Regions from separate parts of the Oryza sativa genome. Here region 2 is linked to region 1. Evidence: chromatin contacts called from public ChIA-PET data. All regions are on one chromosome and are shown on one strand. Each heading gives the region's core, a stretch centred on a gene start, on an enhancer-like site or on the middle of the called end of the contact. The rest is flanking DNA. Distances are from core to core; before and after follow the strand shown. Region 1 holds the start of LOC4339365 (auxin-responsive protein IAA18-like). Region 2 holds the start of LOC4339367 (phosphatidylglycerophosphate phosphatase PTPMT2).

Region 1 (4,597 bases), core at 1,458-3,957:
GGAAGAGAGGGGTAGGGATTTTGTTGCGTCTGACACGTGGGTCCCACTGTATTTCATTTCTTTTTGTTGATTGTAAGTGCCACCTGGCCCACTTAGATGTCACATCACCCAAAACTATTCTCAATACTGCCTGGTTTTGAGAGTATATTTACACTGGTTCTAAGAATAGAGTGAAGCATTGTACTTGGTTTCTTGCTTAATGGACGCTGTTGAAACTGGATGTCGTTATTATGTGGTGGGCTACTGGCACCTGGTATGATTTGGCCTTCAGGCTCCTCATGGGCCTTCCTGGCAAAAACGAACAGGTCGAGTTGGAAAACACGGTCGGTGTACCTCGGAACCCTGCAGTTGCAAATCAACAGAGCCGTGTCCATGAAAGTGTAGAACTGTAGATGTCCAAAATCGCAGAAAAGAAAGACCGGGACACAGGACACTGCCGGCACAGTCTTAGCCTGCATGTCCAAGTCTCCAAGATCGATATTCGATAGCGCCATTCGGTGCCCGCATGGGCCGGTCGGCCGTCTGCGCCAAAGCGCACCTCGGCGCCGCGAGTCGTCGCTGCGGTGCGGAGCCACACTACCGTCTACAGGGGCTACCGCCTACCGAACGCACTGATTCCTCGTCGATGTGCGCAGCTAGCCGCGGTGGTGCTCGCGCGTGCGTTGCGTGCACGAGCGAGGAAAGAGCGCGCCAGCGCTGTAGACCAGGACCACCACTGGATACGGAGTACCGTACCACACCGTCCATCTGATCTCTCGATCTTACACCGGCGCGCGCGTGATCGGCGACCACGAGACGCAGTGGCGGACGCGCCGCACGCGCGCAAAAGTCCACTCCTTATCTCTGCCTCTCTCGCGTGGTCGCGTCGCGCGCCAGGGCGAGGCTAGCTGCCACAAAGTCCACTATCCCGTAGTGTGCTACAGTAATATACTCCATGTCATGGCGCGTGCGTGCGTCCGGTGCACTACTCGCAACCATGCATCTGTGTTTCCGGTGCACTAGCTGTTTTCTGGCCTCTGTTGAGTTCTCGTCATGGGCAAGCAAGGGAAAGGAGCATACATCGTCCTGCAGCGGCAACACGTAGGCGTGCACTATACCTTCATGCGAAGTTGCGAACGTTCCTACAAGTTGCAGCAGTTGTGAAGGATGGGAACCCATGCTCTCTTTATGAACGAAATTAAATTACTCCCTCCCTTTGTTTCAAAAATTATATAACAACTTAGTACTTGATTAAATTCGTACGATTAAAATCTGTTCAATCTAGTATTAGGTTGCTATATAAGAGTAAGTAACACCGTAGCTCCGGAGGTACGTGTTCTTCATCAGCATGGATCAAAATCATAGTTTCAGCAATCAGCACATGCAAAGTGGACAGCGATCAGAAAATCAAATCAAGAGAAAACGCATTCTCCCAACGCCGACAGTGGTCCCAGAAGGGCAGTGTAGTAAGAAAGAACAAGAAGCATTGCAGCATGTGTCACCATGACACCACCACCATCCGACAACAACTACACGATGATATAATAAACCAATACTAACAAACCCCGCATCCATCACATCACCAATCCCCCCACTTGCCTGGATAAGCCATAACCCCGTAGGCGTCGCTAGATCGGATTGGGATCCCACGCAGTTTGAACATGGACTGCAAAATTAGCAGTCTTAGGTCTTCAATACCATCGGATCGAAGATTTCAACGGCCATGATTTAGTACCAGTACTGTTTGTTATCACTTGCTACAGTACGCGCTACAGGATTCATCTGCTACAGTATCTGATGAACAGTACTTTTGTGTGATTTGAGCCCTTGATATTTGATCCAACAATGGTTGTATGACTGCGAAAGTTGCAGTCATAAACAACTGCAGGTGATCTCAATTCCGCTAGATCCATTTGATCGATGCTCGGTGCACCTGGCCCCCCTCCCAATCATCGATCCAGTCCCATACACACGGTCACGTACACACGAACGCAAAGGAACCCGTGCTACATGCCTACTAGTACACACTTGCATCATTCACAGGTTGAGCCATCCAACTGCGTGCTTGCCAAGAACAGATAGGCTGAAAAGTGCAAGGATAAAAAGGAGAGCTCAGCTCTAGGGGCACTAGGAAGCAGCAGGCCAATAGAAAAGAACGGCAGGCATCACACACACTAGTACAAAAGCTAGCTGCTTCTTGTTAGTTCTGGCCTTCTGATAGCCATTCCTGGAGTTGTTGAGCCTTAGAGTTGGACAGGTTATTGCAGCTGTTCTTGGTGTCTGGTGAGTGGTGAGTGCTTGCTCTGTTGATGTTCTCTGCTACGTGATCTTATCTTAATTCTTGAGTGGTTGCAAGGTGCATGAGCTTGAATCTCTTTGTCTGCTAATTTCGGCGAGTTACATCGCGTCCATCCGAAAATGCTTTTGGACATGAGTTGGTAGCCACTCTTTCACGTCGTGAAAGACTTAAGTTTGACACGAGACTTGAAAGTGCTTTATCTTGTTGCCGAATAAATGGTTGCAGGCTCCATTTCCCTTGCTCGAAAACGTCTTTGAGGTTGTGACATGAATTGATTTGATGATCACAAGTCCTATCTCTTCCCGGTTTCTCTTTCCAGCTTTCACTTTGACCTTAGAATATGTTACACGTTTGTTTTGACACTTTCTCCGGCCTAAGTTGAGTGCAAAACTGAACTCTTCAAGTAGCTGCATACTTGCATTCTTCCCATCGTTTCCCAACTTCATATGTAGTATATCATTTATGGTAGAGTTTTTGAGTGTTGAAGCCCTTAACATTGGCACTGTAGTCCTTCCTCAGCTCCACATACCACCATCTATTCATTTTAACACAAAGATTTTCCTCTTGTTCCTTTTTCTTAGAGAATTCATATTTCCTATAGCAGATCAAGTCCTATGGAAGAAGAATTCAAGGACAAAGGCCTCCCTCCCACGCTGCTACACCTCATCCCTGACGGGAGAGAATGGAAGGTGAAAGAAGCAGATGGAGAAGGATCAAGGAACACAAACTTAGATGCCGATGAGGATAAGGAGCTAGAGCTTAAGCTCGGCCTCCCTGGTGTCCAACAGGAAGAGAGAGCAGCTGATTCAAGAGAGAAGATACAGCAGCAACAACGAGAGAGTTCCTCAGAACCATCCATCGGTTGCTTCCCTACACATTCAAAGCCTACCACCAGCATCGGCACAACTGGGGCAAAGAGAGGATTTTTTGCGATTGTTGGGGCCACACTAGAAGGTAGGACAAGGGAAAACGAGCAGCTTACTCTAGTTCCTTAATTTGAGCAGCTGTTCTTTTTTTTCTATATCTTCTCTTCTGTTACCTCAGGTTATAATCAGAGCCACCGGGACACAGAAGAATGTGGGAAGGAGCTAACGTTAGGAGATGAAAATATGGCAGGTGAGAGGAAGAAAGGATGCTGTCCCTCACCACCATGCTCAGCTGCAGCGCACAGCAGCAACCCCCAGGGGAGGTAACAATACACTTACTGCCTTTTATCCTCTTTTCTACCATGGAAGCCATACTTGTTTTTTTCTTGTCATCATGCATGGTGACAGCATGGGTAACTTTGACAGATTACATATTTTTAATGTTAGTTCATGCTTTCCTATGAATTCAGCTTTCCTAGGGTCCCTTCTTTTCTTTTCTTTTTAATTCTAAAATGAGCTAAGATCTTTCAAATTGTTCCACTTGTTGGTCATGGCTTTCTGAATAAATTGTCGTGAGCATTTTGTGATATTTATTTTGGCTTTTGATACTTAGAATGATGGTTTAATCGTCAATTTTGCCACTCAAAGGAGAAACCTTAGTCAATTTAAATTGCCAAAAGGTTGTCTTTTAATCAACCACGTAGTTACTTTCTGTGGCTAGTACTCATTGTGGCTCAAACCATTGTTTATTGGTTAAGTAATGATATGCTTTCCATCAGTGGAACAGTGTGTTCTTTTAATTATGGGTTTATGATTTACGCCACCTACATACGCAGACTCCCAATTTTTCCAAAAATAAATGAATAAACCCATCATTTACCAGTGCTTTAATTTGATGTAGAGGTGCTATTCCTCCAGTAGTCGGTTGGCCTCCAATCCGGTCCTTCAGGAGAAACCTCACAAATGGCAGTTCATTTAAACAGTCCCCTGAACGACAAAATGACGAAGCTGATGACAAGGCAAAGCCAATCTGCAAGAAGAGACCTCTTGTCAAAATCAACATGGATGGGATCCCCATTGGAAGGAAAGTAGACCTTCAAATATACGACAGCTACCAGAAGCTGTCATCTGCTGTTGAAGAGTTGTTCCGTGGTTTTCTTGAAGGTAAAAAAAAAAAGAACACCAAGCCCACTGAACACAAATACTTTAAGTCATTTAAGGAGCCAAATACTTTTGTTTTAAATGGTCTGTATATTGTTCTAAAGCATTGTTTTGCAGCTCAAAAAGATCTATCTTGTGCTGAAAGTGGAGAGCAAGGGGCAGAAGACAAAATATTTTCAGGGTTGTTGGATGGAACTGGTGTATACACTTTAGTATATGAAGACAATGATGGAGACAGAATGTTAGCTGGGGACATACCATGGAAGTAAGCTTTTGTTGTTGCTTACTCCTA
Region 2 (4,715 bases), core at 1,952-4,451, 44 kb before region 1:
GAACCACAATCAATGTACAGTCCCACTGATACAGCCGGAATCTGAAATTGAGTCACTGGAAAAAGTTAATCATGTGAAAAAAACAAAAATCTTGTAACATAAGGAAGCATGAAGCAATACCGGTGATGTCTCCGATGCGATCTTGATGCCATTTGGAAGAGTGGTGATCTTTGTCTTAGATGGCTCTACAAAATCTGGCAGAGGTGGAGAAATTATAACGCCTGGGAGTGGAACATCAAGCGGAGGAAGCTGGCTTGAGTTACCACCAAGAAACCAGCCAAGCAGACCACCTGAAGACTGCTTCACAACACTTGTACTAGCAAACCTACTAGCACCATGATGCTGAAAGTCGATAACAAAAGGTACTTATCTTCATAATATAGAATGTGTCAATTGATACAGAGAAACAACACAGCACAAAGAAGATACTAATATACTACATCAAGTAGATGTAGAATGGGATGTTACTATTACAATGATGTGACAACAACCAAGGCTGTAATATATCCCAACTAGATTAACAAATATTAAAGCCGAAACGATACAATTAAGTAAGAGGTTCAAAAGGATAAGATCCAAACGATAGACAACTTGTGAATCCAGCTCTTTGCTTCTCTATCCAAATAAACAGTAGGTATCACAGAATTTACAATTAGTTTCACCAATTTGGATAGATCAGCTGCTGACCATGAAAAGCAAAATGTCACGTCATAACTTCGCTCATATAGCGACTATAACAACTTAGACCACAGAAGTCTACACTTTGCGAGAATGAAATGTAACAGCTTGTCTTCTCTGCATCAGAGATACCTCTTTGGTAACGACCTATCAACACCTCTGTGCCTAAATTCACCTCAAACATGATTGAACTCCTCAATTTCCGCACCAGCCACCACCCTCGGTAAGTTTGATAATTGATACCGAAGTATCGAACGCTACTAGAACAGCAGAATGATCACCGTTCTACGCAAAATCCTAAGTCCATTTAGCCCAGAATCGGATATGGATCAAATAAAAAGCCACAAGCTCCCATAAATCAAGCCGCGCCACATGTTTGGATCTAACACTCCAGCGCATTCATCCCAAATGGATCGAGACACGCAACGCCACACGTCGTAGAAGGTTGGGGGGGTGCAGACGGGGAAACCTTGAGAGAGCGGAGGGCGCGGTACATGGTCGCCGGCGAGAGGCGACGTGTCCAAGTTCCTGGGACGGCGATGCAGCGGCGGAGGAAGAGGAGGGGAGAAGCCGCCGGCGAAGGGGTGGCGCAGGATCGGTGCGGGTTGAAGCGTCGGACGAGATGAAGACGACTCGCATCCGCCTCTTCGTGGGCCGTAATTGACTGCAATCTCGGGCTCGGCCCACATGGTGCGAGCCGTGGGGATCAAATGGGCCAGAATAATATTTCGTTCAGCCCATGTTCCGAACGCGGGGGCGGGGCCCAGGCCAGAGCGTGAAGCGGTTTCCGAGTCGGCACGGAGCGCCCCGTCCCGTCCGATCTTTGATCTGACGGCTGTGAGCGCACAGGCGTTGCACGATGGGAATATGCTGCGTGGGTTTTGGCATCTGGCCGATCTGTGGAAGCTACGGGGCGAAAGCGATGGGTTGGGTAATTAGGCTGGCCCGGTCGCCGTCAACGTGACGTGTTCCGAACCAAAAAGAAAGCAGAGGCGGTGACCGGCGATGGGGGAAAGTGATTAGGCAGTTTTGCAATTCTGCCCTCCTGAACATGCTCGTTTTACTGCTCTTCCTTTGGCAGATTTCTTCCATGACACCATGTCATTGGTCTCATGGACGATTTTTCTAAGGGAGTGGTTGTCGATTCCGTATACACGATGACAATAGAAAGAATTTGGCCAACCAGGCTTATGAGCGATCTATCTACTAAGTCCGGGTGAGGAAGTCTAACAAGCTACATGGTTTTTTTAGAGTAATCAAAGCTTGATTTCATCGTTCGTATTGAAAAGGATGTTTTGAAATATTTGAATGTGACATATTTTCAATTAGTTTATGTGATACGCTATGACGGCTACGCTCTTATTACTTTTAAACCTTCGTGTCAAAGTATATGGCTATATCTTAGTACTGGATTGTGAAGTTCTTGGTTCAAATTTGGTTGCTCTTCATGTATATTCTTACATTTTTATACATGTTGGTTTGGCACACCACAAAATCTAGGGAACTATAGTAAAACATTTTGATGCACCCACGATAAAAAAGATAGCCAATGGATTGATGAAGTGTGGGTATAAACAATATAATAGCTTATTGTGTCAAAAGAACAATATAAGAGCTTAATGGTAAATCTATGGCTCGAAATAACTCTCCCCATAATTATTTATATTTGATATGGCAAATAAATAGTACGAATCTAAACATGTCTAAATTATAATGTAATATTCATAGACCTGGTGAGGGCTAATTAAGGCACAACTTGGACTCCACAAACTTGTCTTGGTGTGGTTCATAACAAAATGTGTATAACAAAATCGGACAATAAACAAGACGCGTAAATAATACCATATGGTAAATCGAAACGGAAAAGGTACCGTAGTATACCATTTATTCATTTATGTTATGAAATTTGTTTTTTTTCCACGAATTATGGTAGTTGGATGAATCTTCCGTGAATAACAAACTGAAATTAATTAATTACATTGTTGTAGCTCCACAAATACCCTTAACTAAATGTTCCATCCAATAAAACAGTGTTTTAAAATCTAGTGCAGTGAACTTTCTTTAACAGTAGAGAGCAACAATTAAGAATAGTATATAATAGCAATTCCGCATGGAATTATGGGCTTATTCAATTTATTACTAAAATCAACCATACCAAAGTTTGGTATTATCAAAGTTTGGTAAGACAACAAAATAAACAAGACTTTACCATGTAACCTTTTCAATCCCTACCAACATTTGGTAATTCTAGGAACTTCTACTCATAAAAACTATACTAAATTTTGGTAAGGCATCAAATTAAACATCACTTTCATATCTTTATGTTGCCAAAATTTTACAAACTTTTAGCATTGCCAATTTTTGACTTTACCAAAAATGATCAGTTGCTTTTTTTTTTCTTTTTTGGCAATGAAGCCCAATGTAACAGTCAAAAGGACCAATATGCTCCCCCACAGAAAAAAGAAGGTGTAGTATGCAAATAGAGTTGCATAATAAGCATAATCAAGAGCCAAATCAATGGCGAAAGCAGATTTATCGCAGCGTAATTCGCCACCTGTTGCTGTCGCCGTCCTCCTCCTTGGGCTTAGTTCGGAGCGGCCCTACCCGTTTGTGGCGTCTCGAAGGCACTAGGAGATTAATCACCTCCCGAGTCCCGATCCGCGAATTCTTCTCCCCAATTCCAACCCAAAATCCCCAAAATCCAGCGGTGCAGGAGGAGAATTCCACGAGGCGAGTCGGCTTCTAGGGTTTGGTGCGCTCCCGATTGTTGCGGCCATGAGGATACGGGAGCTGCGGGATGGCGCCGGGGGATCGGAGGAGGCGGAGGAGGACGAGCGGGAGGAGGCGAGGGGCGGGGGCGGGGGCGGAGGCGGGGGCGAGGTGGTCGCCGTCGTGCGGCTGAGGGCGAAGCGCGCGCTCGTCGGCGCCGGCGCGAGGGTGCTGTTCTACCCGACGCTGCTCTACAACGTCCTCCGCAACCGGTTCGAGTCTGAGTTCCGGTGGTGGGATCGCATCGACCAGGTGTGTTAATCTTACCCTCATCTCTCTCCCAATATACTGCACCTTGTCGTTCTGGAGCGATTTGGTGCTTTAATTTCACTCATGGATATTGGGGACGATCAGTGTAGGCATAGTTCCAGGTCCTTGAGCAGAGTTGATTCATTGTGCTTGCTTTGTTACCCTCCAATGCTTGATAAGCAGGTTGTAAATTCACAGTATGTGGCCTGCGGCTGATTTTTTGGGTCCAATACTACACTTTCGAGCAAATCAACATTCTGAATTGTACCAATATCATGTAGATTCGCATGTGTTATGTTTGTATCACTTACGCTTGTGATTACTCTTGAAGGATGGTTATAGGGATTTTGATTAGTGATCCTATTGAGGTCTAGAGCTATGGTATGACCAATATGAGTAATTTGACCAGCTACTGATAACCTATAGGAATCCTTTCCAATTTTTATTTCCTACTTTCATTGTTAGCTCTGTCTACCATCCATGCACGATGCATGCAGTTTTAAACTAGTATCTGATAATTTGAACAGTTCATCAAACAATATGGTGATCTTCTGTTCATTGGATGGTGTGTACTGATTTTCTTCCCACCTCCCATCTCCAGTATGTTTTGCTAGGTGCTGTCCCTTTCTCTAGTGATGTACCGCATCTCAAGCAACTTGGAGTAAGGGGCGTTGTCACACTGAATGAATCGTATGAAACTCTGGTTCCAACATCCTTATACCAGGTAAATAAATACCTTCACCTGATTTTGTAGCTGCAGATTTTCTTGGCATGTATCAAGATCTTTGTGCGTGCATATTTTTATCTACTGTTCTTGTTTTCATCTGTGAACAGTTAAGCCCCATACTTGAAGTTCAATATATATAGTTCATACACCAGGATCCACTTGTCTCGTGCATCTTTACCATTCATATTCTATATGTACATTCAAAATATCAGGGCAAACAAGCTGTGGCCATTTTCTATATCCTTTCTTTAACTCAATATACATGGTGTAATCGGCATCACGGCATGACACT

What was found. ChIA-PET counts read pairs in DNA pulled down with a chosen protein or histone mark.
Region 2: an RNA polymerase II ChIA-PET map of leaf shows a contact between it and region 1, with 7 times the contacts expected there. The contact joins the promoter of LOC4339367 here to the promoter of LOC4339365 in region 1. A contact is called at or near these places in 1 of 15 Hi-C or Micro-C datasets (seedling) and 4 of 4 datasets of contacts at active chromatin or transcription factors (leaf and seedling).

Annotation. Positions count from the first base shown.
Region 1 is chr5:26,171,753-26,176,349 of ASM3414082v1, reverse strand. LOC4339365 (auxin-responsive protein IAA18-like) reads left to right here and starts at 2,707. Exons shown (of 6, transcript NM_001420749.1): 1 at 2,707-3,232; 2 at 3,323-3,467; 3 at 4,046-4,308; 4 at 4,423-4,570. The coding sequence starts at 2,893. LOC9271180 reads right to left here. Exons shown (of 6, transcript XR_010741488.1): 5 at 4,025-4,174; 6 at 370-1,121.
Region 2 is chr5:26,215,711-26,220,425 of ASM3414082v1, reverse strand. LOC4339367 (phosphatidylglycerophosphate phosphatase PTPMT2) reads left to right here and starts at 3,201. Exons shown (of 6, transcript XM_015785069.3): 1 at 3,201-3,699; 2 at 4,298-4,420. The coding sequence starts at 3,454. LOC4339368 (mitochondrial-processing peptidase subunit alpha) reads right to left here and starts at 1,308. Exons shown (of 13, transcript XM_015784223.3): 1 at 1,148-1,308; 2 at 121-342; 3 at 1-41. The coding sequence starts at 1,174.